4 separate regions of the Mus musculus genome follow, and all the other regions are linked to region 2. The links are chromatin contacts, called in public Hi-C and HiChIP or PLAC-seq maps. All regions are on one chromosome and are shown on one strand. The core of a region is the stretch at or near the end of the contact, and the rest is flanking DNA. Distances in the headings are between cores, read along the strand shown.

What was found. A called contact is a pair of places that touch in the nucleus more often than the background predicts. HiChIP or PLAC-seq counts read pairs in DNA pulled down with a chosen protein or histone mark.
Region 1: a Hi-C map of muscle stem cells shows a contact between it and region 2, with 1.5 times the contacts expected there. The contact joins two enhancer-like sites. A contact is called at or near these places in 2 of 484 Hi-C or Micro-C datasets (muscle stem cells and nephron progenitors) and 1 of 9 other capture datasets (liver).
Region 3: a contact with region 2 is called in a BATF HiChIP or PLAC-seq map of CD8 T cells, with 8 read pairs. The contact joins two enhancer-like sites. A contact is called at or near these places in 1 of 39 promoter capture datasets (hippocampal neurons), 2 of 484 Hi-C or Micro-C datasets (embryonic stem cells and muscle stem cells), 3 of 115 datasets of contacts at active chromatin or transcription factors (CD8 T cells, fibro-adipogenic progenitors and memory CD8 T cells) and 1 of 9 other capture datasets (adipose tissue).
Region 4: a Hi-C map of B cells shows a contact between it and region 2, with 1.8 times the contacts expected there. The contact joins two enhancer-like sites. A contact is called at or near these places in 7 of 484 Hi-C or Micro-C datasets (B cells, CD8 T cells, LSK cells and 4 more), 4 of 115 datasets of contacts at active chromatin or transcription factors (CD8 T cells, bone marrow-derived macrophages, embryonic basal ganglia and 1 more) and 2 of 9 other capture datasets (adipose tissue and pancreatic islet).

Annotation. Positions count from the first base shown.
Region 1 is chr12:99,669,927-99,673,523 of GRCm38.p6, forward strand. No RefSeq gene overlaps it. Among named protein-coding and RNA genes, the nearest start is that of Gm19951, 29 kb to the left of the region's middle. Within about 2 kb of position 1,680, at least 62 of the 459 cell types and tissues checked have an H3K27ac peak or open chromatin away from gene starts, as enhancers often do. A contact at or near this core is called in muscle stem cells, where this site is marked.
Region 2 is chr12:99,466,926-99,470,426 of GRCm38.p6, forward strand. It overlaps a transcript of Foxn3 not described here. Among named protein-coding and RNA genes, the nearest start is that of Foxn3, 19 kb to the left of the region's middle. Within about 2 kb of position 1,291, at least 149 of the 459 cell types and tissues checked have an H3K27ac peak or open chromatin away from gene starts, as enhancers often do. A contact at or near this core is called in B cells, CD8 T cells, adipose tissue and 3 more, where this site is marked.
Region 3 is chr12:99,324,369-99,327,960 of GRCm38.p6, forward strand. The region is part of intron 3 of Foxn3 (forkhead box N3); the gene reads right to left. Gm46371 (a long non-coding RNA gene) reads right to left here. Exons shown (of 2, transcript XR_001780668.2): 1 at 1-3,592. Among named protein-coding and RNA genes, the nearest start is that of Gm46371, 4.5 kb to the right of the region's middle. Within about 2 kb of position 1,918, at least 40 of the 459 cell types and tissues checked have an H3K27ac peak or open chromatin away from gene starts, as enhancers often do. A contact at or near this core is called in CD8 T cells, where this site is marked.
Region 4 is chr12:99,645,812-99,649,549 of GRCm38.p6, forward strand. Gm19951 (predicted gene, 19951) reads left to right here. Exons shown (of 2, transcript NR_166738.1): 2 at 333-1,410. Among named protein-coding and RNA genes, the nearest start is that of Gm19951, 4.6 kb to the left of the region's middle. Within about 2 kb of position 1,325, at least 65 of the 459 cell types and tissues checked have an H3K27ac peak or open chromatin away from gene starts, as enhancers often do. A contact at or near this core is called in B cells, CD8 T cells, adipose tissue and 2 more, where this site is marked.

The DNA of each region.
Region 1 (3,597 bases), core at 430-2,929, 200 kb after region 2:
TTCATTTTATTTCAAACTCCTTAAATTAACAAGGCCTAAACAGAGAAAGCTGGTGTGTGTGTGTGTGTGTGTGTGTGTGTGTGTGTGTGTGTGTGCGTGCTTAAACAGATCAATCAACCTGACTGGCAGGTTTTACATAGATATCAAGAGAGGAGTTTGGAGACAAATGTGGAGCCCGATTGTAAAAGGCCTTGAGTGTCAAGGACAGAGCTTGGGCCGGAGTGATCTCTCCGCCTCTCCCTCTCCTCTAACCTGACAGCTGGGGCGTCTGTGGGCCTGCCTTCCCGTCCACTCGGAACACGGTGATATCAGGCAGCATGCCGCTGCTACTCACACCGCTGGGAGCAAGACAAGCAGGACCTGACCTTAGTGGTCTGCTTCCGGGTCCTTCCTCCGTTACTCCAATCTGGCTAGACCCTTCCATGTGAATGAATAGTTTTCCACAGTTATGATTTAAATAAGCTCATCCCGAGCTCGTTCTCTTCTGTGTCCTTGGTAAGAACCCAGGACACGCCCCTCTTCTGATCCTGATGGACCGCAGACTCTGAGTATACAGGGCTGAAGAGTAGACCCTGCGATGGGTGACCCAAGCAGGCAGATAATGCAATACTAAGAACACCTACTCAGTGGGCATACCTTCAGATCATAATAATATGCCGAATGCGCTTGAAATAGCAGACGCTGCGCTGCTAAGGATTAGACGCTTCCTCTGAATATCCCCAGGCCGGAAGCACATGGCTAGAACAAATGGGAGGGGCTCAGTGGAAAATAACTGGGAGAAAGCTCCCGGGATGCTGAGATTTCGACTTGGAAAGGACCCTGCAGCAGCCGATTTTCTCCCACATAATGGGCTGAAAAAACTACATCTCTGTAAAAATCAAGAAAAGCCTAACGGAGTGCAGCTGCCACCCCCCCCCTCCCCCCCATAATTAGATCTGGGGGATTACTGCTGAGATGGATGGAAGATATCAGATGGCCAGTGCTAGAGACAACTTGCCATCCCTGTCTGACTACGCCACTAGACACTGGAGTTCTCAGCAGACCCACATATGTTTGTTTTTAATTAAAATGTGCTGAATGGACCGTTAGCTGTTCGGAAATAATGAAGACAAGCAACACAAGACAAATCGGCTAATTGACAACTCCAAACGTTCCGTTTTATACCCTTCAGTAATGTTAATGGAGCTTTCCAATATGTTCTGGTTGAAATAATAATTACACAAACACAGTTACATAATAATCTAAGAGGTAGATAAAATATATATAAATAACAACAGCGGCATAACCCACAAGTGGGTCAAAGGATTACAAATTCATTCTCTCAGGCTTTATCTCAATGAGTATTCATGGAGTGCTTGTTGTTTATTAAGGGCCGGGCTCTTGTGGACTAATGCCTGGGATGAGATCACCCCGGGGGTTTTCAGATATACGTTGTTGTGTGAGGTCACATTGTGTGAGGTCACATGTTCTGTACGTGTAGAGGAGCTATGCAGAACAACATCTCCAATTGTGTCCTCTAACCATGTAGTGAGAGAGTATAGAAAGGGTATTTTCAAAGGGAGACTATGTCATTTTAAGCGATTTGAAAAGCTAGTTTATGTGAAGGTAGAGAACCTGGCCAAGAGTTTGACAAACGATGTTTTATTCAGTGCATACAGAACCAAGCACAGCTGTCTCAAGGATGCGTCCTGGGACTGTAGACACAGTGCAAGGCCGAAGGGCAGCCGGACGCCTAGTGTACCGTAAACACAGGGCTTCTTGGGAATCTTCCAAGGTCTGTGGCAGAATTTCAATCACAAGATATACAGAGTTCTGGCCAAAATTGGGAGTGATAGCAACTGTCAAATGTCTTTGGATGTTTTGTGGAGATGAATCCCTTAGCTAAGTGGAATGGTAGGGAATGATTCAGAGTCACTGTGAGCACCCCTGCCCTTCACTGTCAGGCCAGGATATCAATGGGGTAAATGAACTCCCATGCTTTTGGAGTTTATTTACAACTGAAATGCAAAACCTCAACCTCATCCATATTCAATCAGAGAAAATTGTGGCTCATCCAAGACAAGACGGGAGCCAAATTTGGGGCAAAGCAAAGGGTGACATCATCTGAAAGGGCTGGAAATGAAGTGTAAATTTGAATATCATCTGTATATAAGTGATAATTAAAGCTGTGAGACTCAATACGTGCCAAGAGAGAAAGTCAATGAAAACGCAGAACAACAGTGTCCCTGGACACGTCTTACTTCTGAAAGAGAATTTTTTTTTTTAAAAAAAAAAGTTGGTAAGAGGCAAGATTTTCTTTCCTGCTGAATGACTTCGAAACCAGACACAAATCATTTTCAAAGAGCCCAGAACCATCCGTAGACACTGTCTTAATTGTCTGTATGTTGATCAAAATAAAAGGCTTTTCAGTAAGTTTTGTATTCCAAGGAATTGGGAAGCTTCTCCCGTTAGCTTGGAGATGACCTCTTCCTGTAGAGAGGTTGCTTCAGCAAACAATGCTAAGAGAATCTAAGCTGACACTGGCCTGTCCTTCTCAAGGCTGTAGTCACATCTGGGAGGAAGCCCAGGCGGCCCTCATCTGAGTACTGCATGGCTCCAGTCTCAGCACAAACTATCTAAGTCCTAAGCATGTGTGACTGCATCCACAGTGGAGTCACACGAGATGAGCCTGAGTTTCCCAAAACAGAGACTAGCCTGTGAGGAATTCATGATGGAAGGGTAGGTAGCTTTTGCCATACACCAGCCTTTCGAGCAGCGGTTCTCAACCTGTGGGTGGTGACTGACCCCTTTGGGGGTCATGTATGAGATAACCTCTATCTCAAATATTTGCATTAGAACTCATACAGTAGTAAAATTAGAGCTGTGAAGTTATAATGAAATAGTTCTATGACTGGGGTCACCACAACGTGAGGACCTGTTAAAGGGTCACAGCATTAGGAAGGTTGAGAACCAGTGTCCTAGAGACTGACTTGGGATTCATTTTGGGTTCGATCTTTCTGGCCCGTAGAAAACTCATAAAGGCAGGCAAGGTCCTCAGTGGTGGGTTGAGCACAGAGTGCTAGTTGAGTTGAAGATCCAACCTTCCCATGCCTTAGAATGCAGCTGAGTTTGGATGTGGGATGTTTGAGGAGGTGAGAATGAGGTCTAGAAGATGTGCTCAGAACCAAGATAGATGGGGTTCTAATGGGAAAAAAATTGAAACACAGTTATATGCATGAAAAAGCCACATGAAAACATAAGAGAAAGAGGCTGTCAACAAGCTGGGATTCAGACTTCCAGCCTATTGAAGTGTAAGGAAATGTGTTTTTGCTATTTAAGTGACTCATTTTTTTCTATGGGAGTCTTAGCAAACTAATTTTTAGGGTAAAAGACAGAAAGCCTGTGTATGCATTTTCTACAGATGTCCCTCTTGTTCTAGGTATTGACCTGTTCAACAGGCTCAGCCATTATGCCTTTTGGTCACATAAATAGGTATATAATACACACACACACACACACACACACACACACACACACACACACACACACTTAATTTTTCTGGGCTTTGATCGCCATATTTCTGAGTGGGAGCAGAAAACATTTGGTCCATGCTACTCT
Region 2 (3,501 bases), core at 41-2,540:
CAGAGGCAGTTGGATGTCTGTGAGTTCGAGGGCAGCCTGGCCTACAGTAGAGTGAGTTCTAGGACAGCCAGGGCTACATAAAGAAATCCTGTCTCAAATCCCTCCGAAAAGAAGGAAGGAAGGAAGGAAGGAAGGAAGGAAGGAAGGAAGGAAGGAAGGAAGGAAGACAGCAAATGGAGTTGTACTTCTAGACCTAAATTTGAGGAGGCTGAGGGGGCGTGACAGGTCCAGCCGTGGTCTGCCGTACTGAAAATTAGCTAAGAACCCCTCAGTGACATTATTTATTCAACAATATCAAAATGTAAATGAACCACTATGCTAAAAAAAAAAAAAGATAGAAAAAAGAGAAAGAAATCCATACAGCTGGTTTCTATATGAATGCAGAAACACCATTTCTTTAAAAAAAAATATGAACGATTTCTTCATCTCTCACATTCAGTTAGTATACAGTTGGCATTTTCAAAATGCAAACCTGATGTGGCTTTGGAATTCATTGAAGCACATTGGAAGACATCTGAGTGGAGGGGTTGGGGGGTGCGGCAGGGATTCTAGCCATATGCTGCTGGTGCATGGATTTGAATATTTGAAAGGTAATCTAGAAAAGAGAATGCTTCCAGCTCTCCTTACCAACAACAGTCATTCGTAGCAACCACACGTTTTATAGATCGAACCACTTGCCCATGTGTGAGACAATTACACGAGGACGTCAGGGGCTAGCCTCCCAGGGCAGCCTGGCTAGTTCAAGTGTGATTCTCGATAGGCTACTGGACATAGAGCCCAGCAGTCCTCTGCGTCACTGCTAAGGGAGGGATGATGGCTCTGGCCACATTGAGTGTATTCACAAAGAGATTTCCTAAAAAAAAAAAAAAAAAAATGCTCAAGTTTGGTGACCATGGATGAAAAGCTGCGGGGCCTCGCAATGGCTGCCTCCAAACCCGACCAGCAATGCTGTGAAATCAATCATCTCTCCTATCACGCTCATCGGATCCGCTGCTTGCACCCTTCTGTTTATCTGAGCAGCCACAAAGGAAATGGGCAAAAGCCAAGCCCACGGGCAGGGACTCTCCCTCTGGCTCTGATGGTGGTGTGCACCCAGAGAGGGATGGGAGGGACCCCTGTAACAGAACTGGGAAGGAGCCCTGTCAGAGCTCCTCAGCCCTGCCCATCTGTCCCTGGGCCAGGCCTCTAACTGGGTCATTCCGTCAGAGACCACACAAAAGACTGTGTGGTCGTGTGCACGGCTAATCCACTTCCGTGCTTGCAGAGGGCACTAACTCACATAAGAACAAACTCCATCGCCTCGCGCTTGGCTCGCTCACCAAGCCACATGTCTGAGACCCAAACCACCGCAAGTACAGGCTGGCGACGTCACCACAAAAAGAGTCCAAAAACCGAGTACTTTGTTTTCCATGCTTGGGAGGGCGGGGGCGGGGGAGGAAGTGAATGTGGACTTGTGACAGAGCTGAGAAACCTGACCACAACATTGGTGAGGAGGGGCTTTGGTTTTGGATCTGACCTGGCCACGGTTCTCAGTGGGCAAACACCTCCATTAGCTCAGCGAACAGGGGAATGCGCTCATCCCTGAAGGACAGGAAGAGAATAATTCCAGAACCGTGGCTCCAGGAGAGAAGGCTGGCACCTCTGCTTCAGCCCTGTCTAGCCACCACCATTATTCTACTCCTCCCCTTGACCCCATCCTCCATCTGAAACAAACTAGAACCTCAGGTCTGGAGGGAGTCTGGGAGCTGAGGCTTCACAGACATCCTCTCTTTGGCATGGCATGTCCCTAAGATGACACGTGAGAATCTACTCCTCCTACCAAGCACACGTCTTCTCACAGCATCTGTAGCCAGGGACCCCTCTCCTCTGACCCCAATTAATTCAACTCTGACCCAGAGCCCCTCTCTTGGATCCAGCACCCAAAGCTCTCCAAGAGCTCCTGAGGCAGACAAATGAACCCGTGGTCAAGCACGCACATCATCGCCAGGATAGCAGCATCTGAGATCTGGGATGACCTCCATCTCAGGCAGTGAATTACAACAGGTGTGGGGAGGTGTGTGATACATGAATTACCTCCTGATGGGGTTGTAATAGCCAGATCTTTTCTCTGCAGCCTAACAAAGTATGGCCAACAGTGTTACTGTTCTGATGGTAGTATTTGCTTGACTCTAGCCCACCTCACCAACTACTGTCCCTAACCCATCTGCCTTGAGCGGCATGGGCAGCGACTGATACCGCAGCCAGTGAGGAGACTCCAGAAAGTCACCCTCAAAGCACAGTGGTGAGGGTCTGAAGCACACTAGACCATAGCCACCTCATGTGGAATTCCAGGGTGGTAACGTAAGGAGCTGCCGGGCAGGGGAAAGAATGATCAAGTTGCCCCATGGATAGAAAGTAACAGTGACAAATGAGGACTGCCTTCTGTGACAGTCCTTAGCAAGCCAGGAAACACTGGAGAAATTTGAGAATTTGACATCTAAAAACCAAGACCCAATAATCATTCAAGAGTGGAGCGAAGGCTTGGCCGAACTGTTCTTTCTATCGGATTATAAACCACACATCACCCTGTCTTAACTTTACTGTAAGGGGATACTCTAAACACAGTCTGAAAGATACGGACTCTAACTTTATTAGGTCATGCTGCTGATATACACATATAAAGGGATGTGTGCGGCTAATTCAGAAACAGCAAGGAAAGAGTAATGTCTTGCTGGTGCCTCTGCTCCAAGTAATCCATGCAGAGTAGGACAGACACCTCAGGCTGTCCTCTGACCCCTCCATGAGCTCAGTGGCACACTGCCCCCCCACATTCATTCACACGAACGCTCACATGCATACACCCACACACACCCCCACACAAGGCTGTGCCAGTCTATAGTGACGTAAGCTCAGAGATCACACATTTAAGAATAGCTTTTCAAAGCATTTAGATAATGAAGCTGCAGCAACCTAACTGTGAAATAAGAAAAATATCATAATCCCATTTTATCAGTAAGCAGTGTAGTGATTTGTAGACCCAAATCCCTCAGGTATTAATAACAGTTGAGTCAGAATTAGAACTGTAAGACTCCAGGCTCTGTAGCCAGGCCATGGAGCTGTGGGCTTCATCCCATCCGGAGAGGGTAAGGTAAGATGATGCCTGAACCTAGCATGGACCAGTCAGTTCCACAGAATACCTATATTTATTATGATAGCCAATATTTTCACAGTCCTCCAAGGCAACCAGCCTTCCTACTACTGGGCCCATAAATAATCTAGCAAAAGATGATGAGCATTTATTCAGGGAAATGGCCTGGTATACAGTTCAAGACATACACCTGCTGTAGAGGGTAGGTTACTGTGGGATGTGTGTACAGAGAAGGCAGGATAATTATGGGTCAGTCTTGGTGTACCTCCAATATTCTGCTAGAGGGAAGTGACTCTCTTCTGAACACACTGAAGGAGAACAGCCTGGAAATCCCACAATGCCCAGAATATCAGCTTGTTGATGCTCCTTCCTGT
Region 3 (3,592 bases), core at 668-3,167, 140 kb before region 2:
GAGACAGAGAGACAGAGACACCCAGAAAGAGGGGGAGGGGAGGGAGGAGAGAAATAAGAGAAAAGAAGAAAAAGAGAAAAAGGTAATCCTCCAGCAGAGAGACCACACCAGAAACCACATCACTGTGGCAGGACTGAACATCGCCTTTCGCCATACACAGAGCAGGCTCAGCACTGGTAAAGGAACTGTTGGTGGGAGGCAGACTTCCCCAGCTAACCAGACTTCATATGCCCTCTAAAGAGCTGAGTTCTGTATTAATGTAATGGGGATTAAACAAATTAAACTGAGGATAAAACCCCAGGGCCTTTCCTTTTTTTTTCCTAAATAGAAAACCTAATAGGGTGCTCAATATACACACCTCAGAAGAACTGTGGGGTTTGCCAGGTGGTCCTCCACCAGTGTTACTCTGGCATCCTGGGCACACCAGCCACCACCCACTCCTCTTTTTGATCTTGGAGAGTGTAACTGGTATCTCACGGGTGGAGATTATGTATGCTTCTAAATGTCTAAAGAATCTCCAGTTCTGAATGCCAGCAGAGCTAACGTAGGAAAGACGAGAGTCGACCCAAGACCCCCACAGGCAAGCTAGGAGTTCCAAAGTCATTATCACGGCAGTCTCAATGTAACAAATGATGTCTGAAGCTCCTTAGCTCCCAGTAACCACTGGCAGAGCCAAAGGGGGCGCTTTGTATTGAGGAAGATCTGGGGGCTACGGAGGTTCTGGCAGGGTTGCTGGAAACACAGACCTGGTTGGTAGAGGGGGAGGGGGGTCAAAAGCAAAGAAGTGCTTGCAGTAAGAAAGTATCCAAAATCCTCAAGGCCGGCAGGTGACTCCAAGCTGTGGTAACTTTATGCACACAGAAACTGCTTTGTATTAAAGTCTCAAACATGTTACTCGGCTCAGAGAAAAGACACACATCCAACTTCCAGGAGCCTGTTGCCCCTGCCTACTTCTGTTCATCCAGTTATTTTGATTCTCAATCTCAAAGTAGGGCAAAAGCAGAGATGGATCTGCAGAGAAATCACTCTAAGTGACTCAGGCCCAGGAACCTGCCATCTCAGCTGCTATTTGCAAGAGTGCCTGCAGAGCTTATAAAAGGAAGAATAAACGGAGATTACGGCCATTTGTCTACTGGTTAGGGCAAAACATCACCCAAAGGATGGAGAAACTAAGAGAACCGCTACACAAACGGTTGCAATCATGACCGCTAGTGCAGATGAGACCATGGCTCAGCCTGACAAGCTGTGGAGATGTGGGCAGAGAATTCCAGCCTTAAGGCTGCCCCTGGATGCTGCGCTCTGGGGGTCCCTAGGAGGAAGGAACCTGTCTTGTTTGCATCCTCTTGTCTGGACCTGCACCCCTAAAGGGGTGGAACCAAAGGAAGGGATGGGTGCTAAAACGCAAAACAAAATCTTTGTGCCTTTTCCAGGGAGGGTGCTAAAACATACATAACATGAAGCTGCCATCTGAACTTTTTTTTTTTTAAGTGCAGCTAGGTGACGGTTGGGACATTCCTATTGTGTAATCAACTCTACCCCTATCTGTCTCCAGAGCATCATCCCAAACAGAAAATTACAGAGGAGATTTCTGTGACGGGCTTCCTTAGGCTGTTTAGCACAGTGTCTCCACGGCTCATCCACGTTGCGGCACGTCCTTTTTAAGGCTGACTAGTGCTTCCCCGTGCACATTCTGCCTGACCACCTACGGATGGCCTCTGGGTTGTTTGCACCAGCACTGATGTCGTTTAACAAGGTGTTAAGTGTACTTAGCCAGTGTGCTGAATGAAGGGGGAGAGAGAAGATAAAAGCCTCAGATTCTCTGGTCGACCTCTGCAAGTGATCATAACCCCCACAGGAGACTCAAGTGTTTTTCCATGTAAAGAGGAAGTGAATTAGACTGGTGTTCTCCAGAAACTTTTGGCTGTCTTCTGGAGTAAGAAATAGATGTTTCGTTCTGACTGACTTCACACAAGCACACAGACATAACTGAAACTCAAGGTGCACAAAACCCTGCCCTACGGTGAGCGAGCTCTCAACATCTGCTGCTGCCGACTCCATTATTTCTCGGAAAGAGAGAGAGTCCCAGGCACTAAACTGATCTCACCGCCACCACAGAGTGACAAATTACTTAAGACACGCTATTTTAGGTATTTGTTTTCTTCCAAACTGGTATCCCTTAGACTATGCTAATAACTAGGGTACCATCACTTTTTAAAGTATCAGTTTCGTAAAGTAGAGAACTCTCTAGTACTACAAAGAAACACCGTGAGTTGCACTCCCCCCAATTTTTGACCATGAAAAGAGTCACATAAAATCAAAAGGGGCATCCCAATGTCTACTGCAGGTGGTCCTACCAAGCCCTTTGGGGAGCTCTACACTGGGTCACGGAAAAGTCCTGTCAACTCCAGCAATTCTGTGATGTGGGACGAAAAATCTTAGCATGGGTTTTCCTTTGCAAGAAACAGAAATAAGCACAAACCGTAGGAGCTGCACCTCCCAAAAGATACACAGCACCCACTCCTATCCACAGTTGAAACACTAATCTGTTTCCTTTTAAGAACAAATTTCTATTCGGAACAAAATAAAATGGAGATTATCAGATCAAATAAAAACCCACTAAAGATTTAGGACACCGTGGCTGAAAAGTCCAGAAGCGAGGACCAGGGCAGCGACTGTTTGGAAAGGACACCAGAGCAGGTGGGAGAAAACAGTTGCAGGATGCAAACTTGGAATTATGATGAGAGATTTAAGATCTCACATGCAAAAAGGTGAGTACAGCTAATAACATCTATAAACTTAAGTCTGTTAAGTGTGTGTAGGCCTTAAGCTTTACACACACACACACACACACACACACACACACACACACACACACACACACACGGGAGGGGGAAACATTAATTAGCCTGATTGTGAGCATTATTTTACAATACACACTTACATACATGGAAAGGTTAGGTTTCAACCTTTAATATATATTTATCAAATTTACTTAAAAAAAAAAACTGGGAAGGAATAACAGCAAAAATCCAAAAGTAACTGAGAAGGAGCCAATGGCCTGCCACGTTAATTGCAGATAATTCTCTCGTTAGCAACACTTCTGCTGAGGTGACTGAAAAGAGCCTCGGACCTGTTGTGTTTTGTCCCCCAGGCAGCTGGCTTGATGTGGCATACACAAACCAAAAGGACTGTACGGTGCATCTCCTTTCAGACTCCAATTCTTGTCTTAGCAGACCTCCAACGTTAAGGCCTATTCTAACTGTTAGAAGCGAATCCATGGAAGCCAGGCAGCCATTCAGTTTTATAAGACAGTCACTGCTTGATCCTGAGTGTGCCACACTGTGCCTTAGATCATCTGATCAGTGTGTGTGTGTGTGTGTGTGTGTGTGTGTACGTACAATGTGGGCTCCTGCTTAGAGACACTTTCTTTTTGATGAGTGGTAGCAAAATACATTGCTTTACCCACAATGATTTTAAAAAAAAAATACTCAAATCCAAAAGTGGTTAGCCCTCGTCAATTTTCCATACATAAAGAACTACAAGAAAAATGTGTGAACATTTATTCTGCAGGATGAAGAAAACAAGATGGATT
Region 4 (3,738 bases), core at 75-2,574, 180 kb after region 2:
AGGCTGTTTGGGTGCGGGGGGAAAAGTGTATGTATGCGGTGATAACGTGGCTTCCCCCTTTCTCCCTGTAAATTGGACTGGTTCCTGTGTGCCGGCCTTACTTTCGCCAGATATAGAGATTATACGAGGAGACGAGCCTGTTCCTCTGCCCAGTTTTGCTATGTTTGTCCCCCAGACATAAAGGAGCTGTTCAGCTTATCCCACTTTTGGTTGGATTAGGGATATCTGGGGCACTGGCTACTGGCTCTGCTGGAGATGGGGTGGCTCTAGATACTTACAATGAGCTGTCCCAACAGTTGATTGATGACGTTAATATGGTTTATCATTTATAGGGTCAGTAAAAGATCTTCAAGATCAAGTGGATTCCCTGGCAAAAGTGGTCCTACAAAATAGACGAGGCCTTGATTTACTAACTGCAGACAAGGGAGGTATCTGCTTAGCTTTACAGGAAAAATGCTGTTTCTATACAAACAAGTCTGGGATCGTCGGAGACAGAATCAGAAAACACCAAGAAGACCTAGAAAAAAGACGTCAAGAACTCTTCGCCAATCCCATGTGGAGTGTCTGGAATGGAGTGTTGCCTTACCTCCTTCCCCTCCTTGCCCCGGATAGGATTTCTTTTACTTATCTCTTTTGGACCCTGGGCATTTAGGAAGGTCACAGATTTGGTAAAATCAGAAATAGATGCAGCCTTTAAGAAGCCAGTGTCGCCTTTAAGAAGCCAGTGTCACCTTGAAGTCTGAGACATTGGCCAAGATACTTATGCTGAGCCCCCAGGCACCCCTTCGGTAGGCCTAGATTTCACAGTCCTAGACCCAGGCCCCGACCAAGGGTGCTTTGGTAAGCTATGGAGACATCAATGACAGGAATAGCATGATGCCACATACCAGGAGGCACACCCATGATAGGCTGTAGAGCATCTCAATGACAGGATTATTGCGAGTCCATGATCCAGGAGCCCACTCTGAATTGACAGTGCTGGGTATGGAGGCCATTTGCATAGCCTAAGACAGAGACTCTACCCTCAGACCCAACCATGTCGGGTGCTGGTTGTGGATGCACATCATGTAGCCTAAGACAGATGCTCCATCTATAATATAAAAGAGAGGGAAATGTTGGAGACTGACACTGAGCCATAAGCCAAAGTTCCCCTCCCTTCTTGAGAAACTTCTGACCTTTTGAAATGACAGCTGACAGAATATCAAGATCAGATAATAGTATCTGCAAACTTTCTGAGGAAAACCACAGAATGTTCCCTGAGCTAAGAGTAGATACTACGTTCCCAGGCAGTTAAGCAGAACTACCCCTCCCCCCAGGCTGAGGCACAGGCAAGGTTCTCCCTCTTTACTTCCTCCTTCTTACTGCTTATATTCTGTAACCTTGCTCACAATAAACAGACCTTGACAACCATTGCTTAGTCTCGCTCCTTCTTTCTCCCTTGTTTCTCTTTCAGTCATGGTCCCCCTCGGATCCCACGAATAACTGAGTCCTGCGGGTCAGGACAGAAATGCACGGTTTCTTCAGCCACACTTTCCGTATCCAGGGGGTAAGAATGTAAGAATGGGCAGTAGCAACGTCCTATAACGTTTTAGGAGTTCTATGGACACCTCTGTCCAACAACGCAGAAGAAGGCTTATCATGCCTGGTGTTGGAGGTTTTGTTAGGTGCTCTATGGCTCTCGGAGTGAGCATTGTCAGCTCAGATAGTGGGAAAAATTCATCTCTCTCTCTCTCCGTCCCTTCTCTCCCTCCCTGTCTTCCTCCCTCCCTTCCCCCTCCTCTTCCTCCCCCCTCCTCATATGTACTATAAGTATTTTTAGGTAGATAGTCAAAAATATGTTTCAACAAAGTCCCTCACTGATTGAAACTCACTAAGTAGGCTCGGTTGGCTGGCCAGTGAGCTTCAGGGTTCTGATGTCCCTGTTTCCCCAGTGTCAGGATTACAAGCATAAACCACTGCATCTCGATTTTATTTTTAACATGGATTCTAGGGGTCCAGCTGAGGTCCTCGTGCACTTTAGAGACCCAGTGTCTCCTAGCCCACACAGAGAGGTTGTTCTTGAGACAGCCGTGGAACCCTGTCAGCCCTTGAAAGTTCTCTTTCTACTCTTAGATGTCCTTTCTTGACTTTGGTTTTCTTCCAATGGTTGATGCCTGTGGCTTCAGGACACTGATGCCAGAAGCACCTGGGCATTTTAAGCTCATTGAAAAAGTCTACATATTTTTCTTTTTCTTATATGTGTGTATGTGTGTGTACATGTGTACATGTGTGGGGCACACATTTATGTGTAAGGCCATAGGCTGATGTCAGGAATCATTCTTGTCCCTTTCCTTCCTTTTCTTTTGAGGCAGGGTCTCTCAATCAAACCCAGAGCACACAGATACAGATAGTCTTGCTGGATAGCCTGCTCTGGAGTTTCCATCTCAGCCTTCTAAGCTGGAGTTACAGGAGGGACGCCAGGATTAATGTGGAACCTGGAGATCCCAACTCTCCAGTCTCTTCTTGCTTATGTGACAAGCTCTTTTTGGAGCCTTCTCTGCAGCCTAAAGTCTATATTTTAAGTCCAAATGTACATCCTATCTAGTCAAAATCCAGCAGATAATTATCAGGTGATGTGATAAACAGATGCAGTCAGAAGTTTATTTTATTTTATTTTATTTTATTTTATTTTATTTTGAGACAGGGTTTCTCTGTATAGCCCTGCCTGTCCTGGAACTCACTTTGTAGACCAGGTTGGCCTCGAACTCAGAAACCCGCCTGCCTCTCCCTCCTGAGTGCTGGGATTAAAGGTGCGCTACCACGTCCGGCTCAGAAATTTATTCTTAAGATCTTCTTTAGCTATGTGCCTGTGTGTATATCTGTGGGAGGGTATGTGCACATGAGTGTAACGGCTCTTCAAGGCCAAAGGCATCAGTTTCCCCTGGAGCTGACGTTGAATATGGTTATTAGCTGTTGAGCAGGGGAGCTGGGACTCAAACTCTGGTCCCCTGCAAGAGCAGTATGTGTTCTTAACCTTTGAGCTGTCTCTCTGGCCCCCAGAGATTGCAATTTAAATGTCATCCTTCGTGCTCCTCCCAAGCACTGATACTGCCAACCTTGTCACCAGGAGGTTTCAGCCATCTGTCTAAGGGCCTGCATTCTTGGTATAGTAGGTCAAGAACACTTCTGCACCGTGACCCTCCAATCCCTTCTGACAGATTTCCTTTGGCAGCCAAGCCAAGGAAACCATGCCTTGCCATCTCAGGTCATAAGCTACTGGACTCCAGATAGTTTATTCACCTCTCCTGACATACCTTGCTGTTCTTGCTGCTTGTGGTGTGGTGTGGTGTGGTGTGGTGTGGTGTGGTGTAGTGTGTGTGTGTGTGTGTGTGTGTGTGTGTGTGTGTGTGTGTGTGTGTGTTCCCAGCTTCTCCACCCCAAGCCAGAGGCCTGAAATCATGGGTTTTCATTTGTTCACTGTGCTCAGAACAGGGCTAGGATCATACCTGTCAAATTCCCCCCATCACAGGGGAAATGAAAGGCTCAGGAGACTTTGAGTCAAGCCAGGCAAATAGATTTTGTACAAGATACACTCCATTCACAGGTCCAGGTACCTTTGCAAACAAGAGTCCAAATTGGCAACTGAAATGTAATTTCCCAGATTCCTTTGCTACCTGCCCTAGGGTTCATTTGAGTTCTCTTCCTCGCTCTATTGTTTGTAATTCAATCCCTTTTCCTGTCTCTCTGAGAACTTGGAGG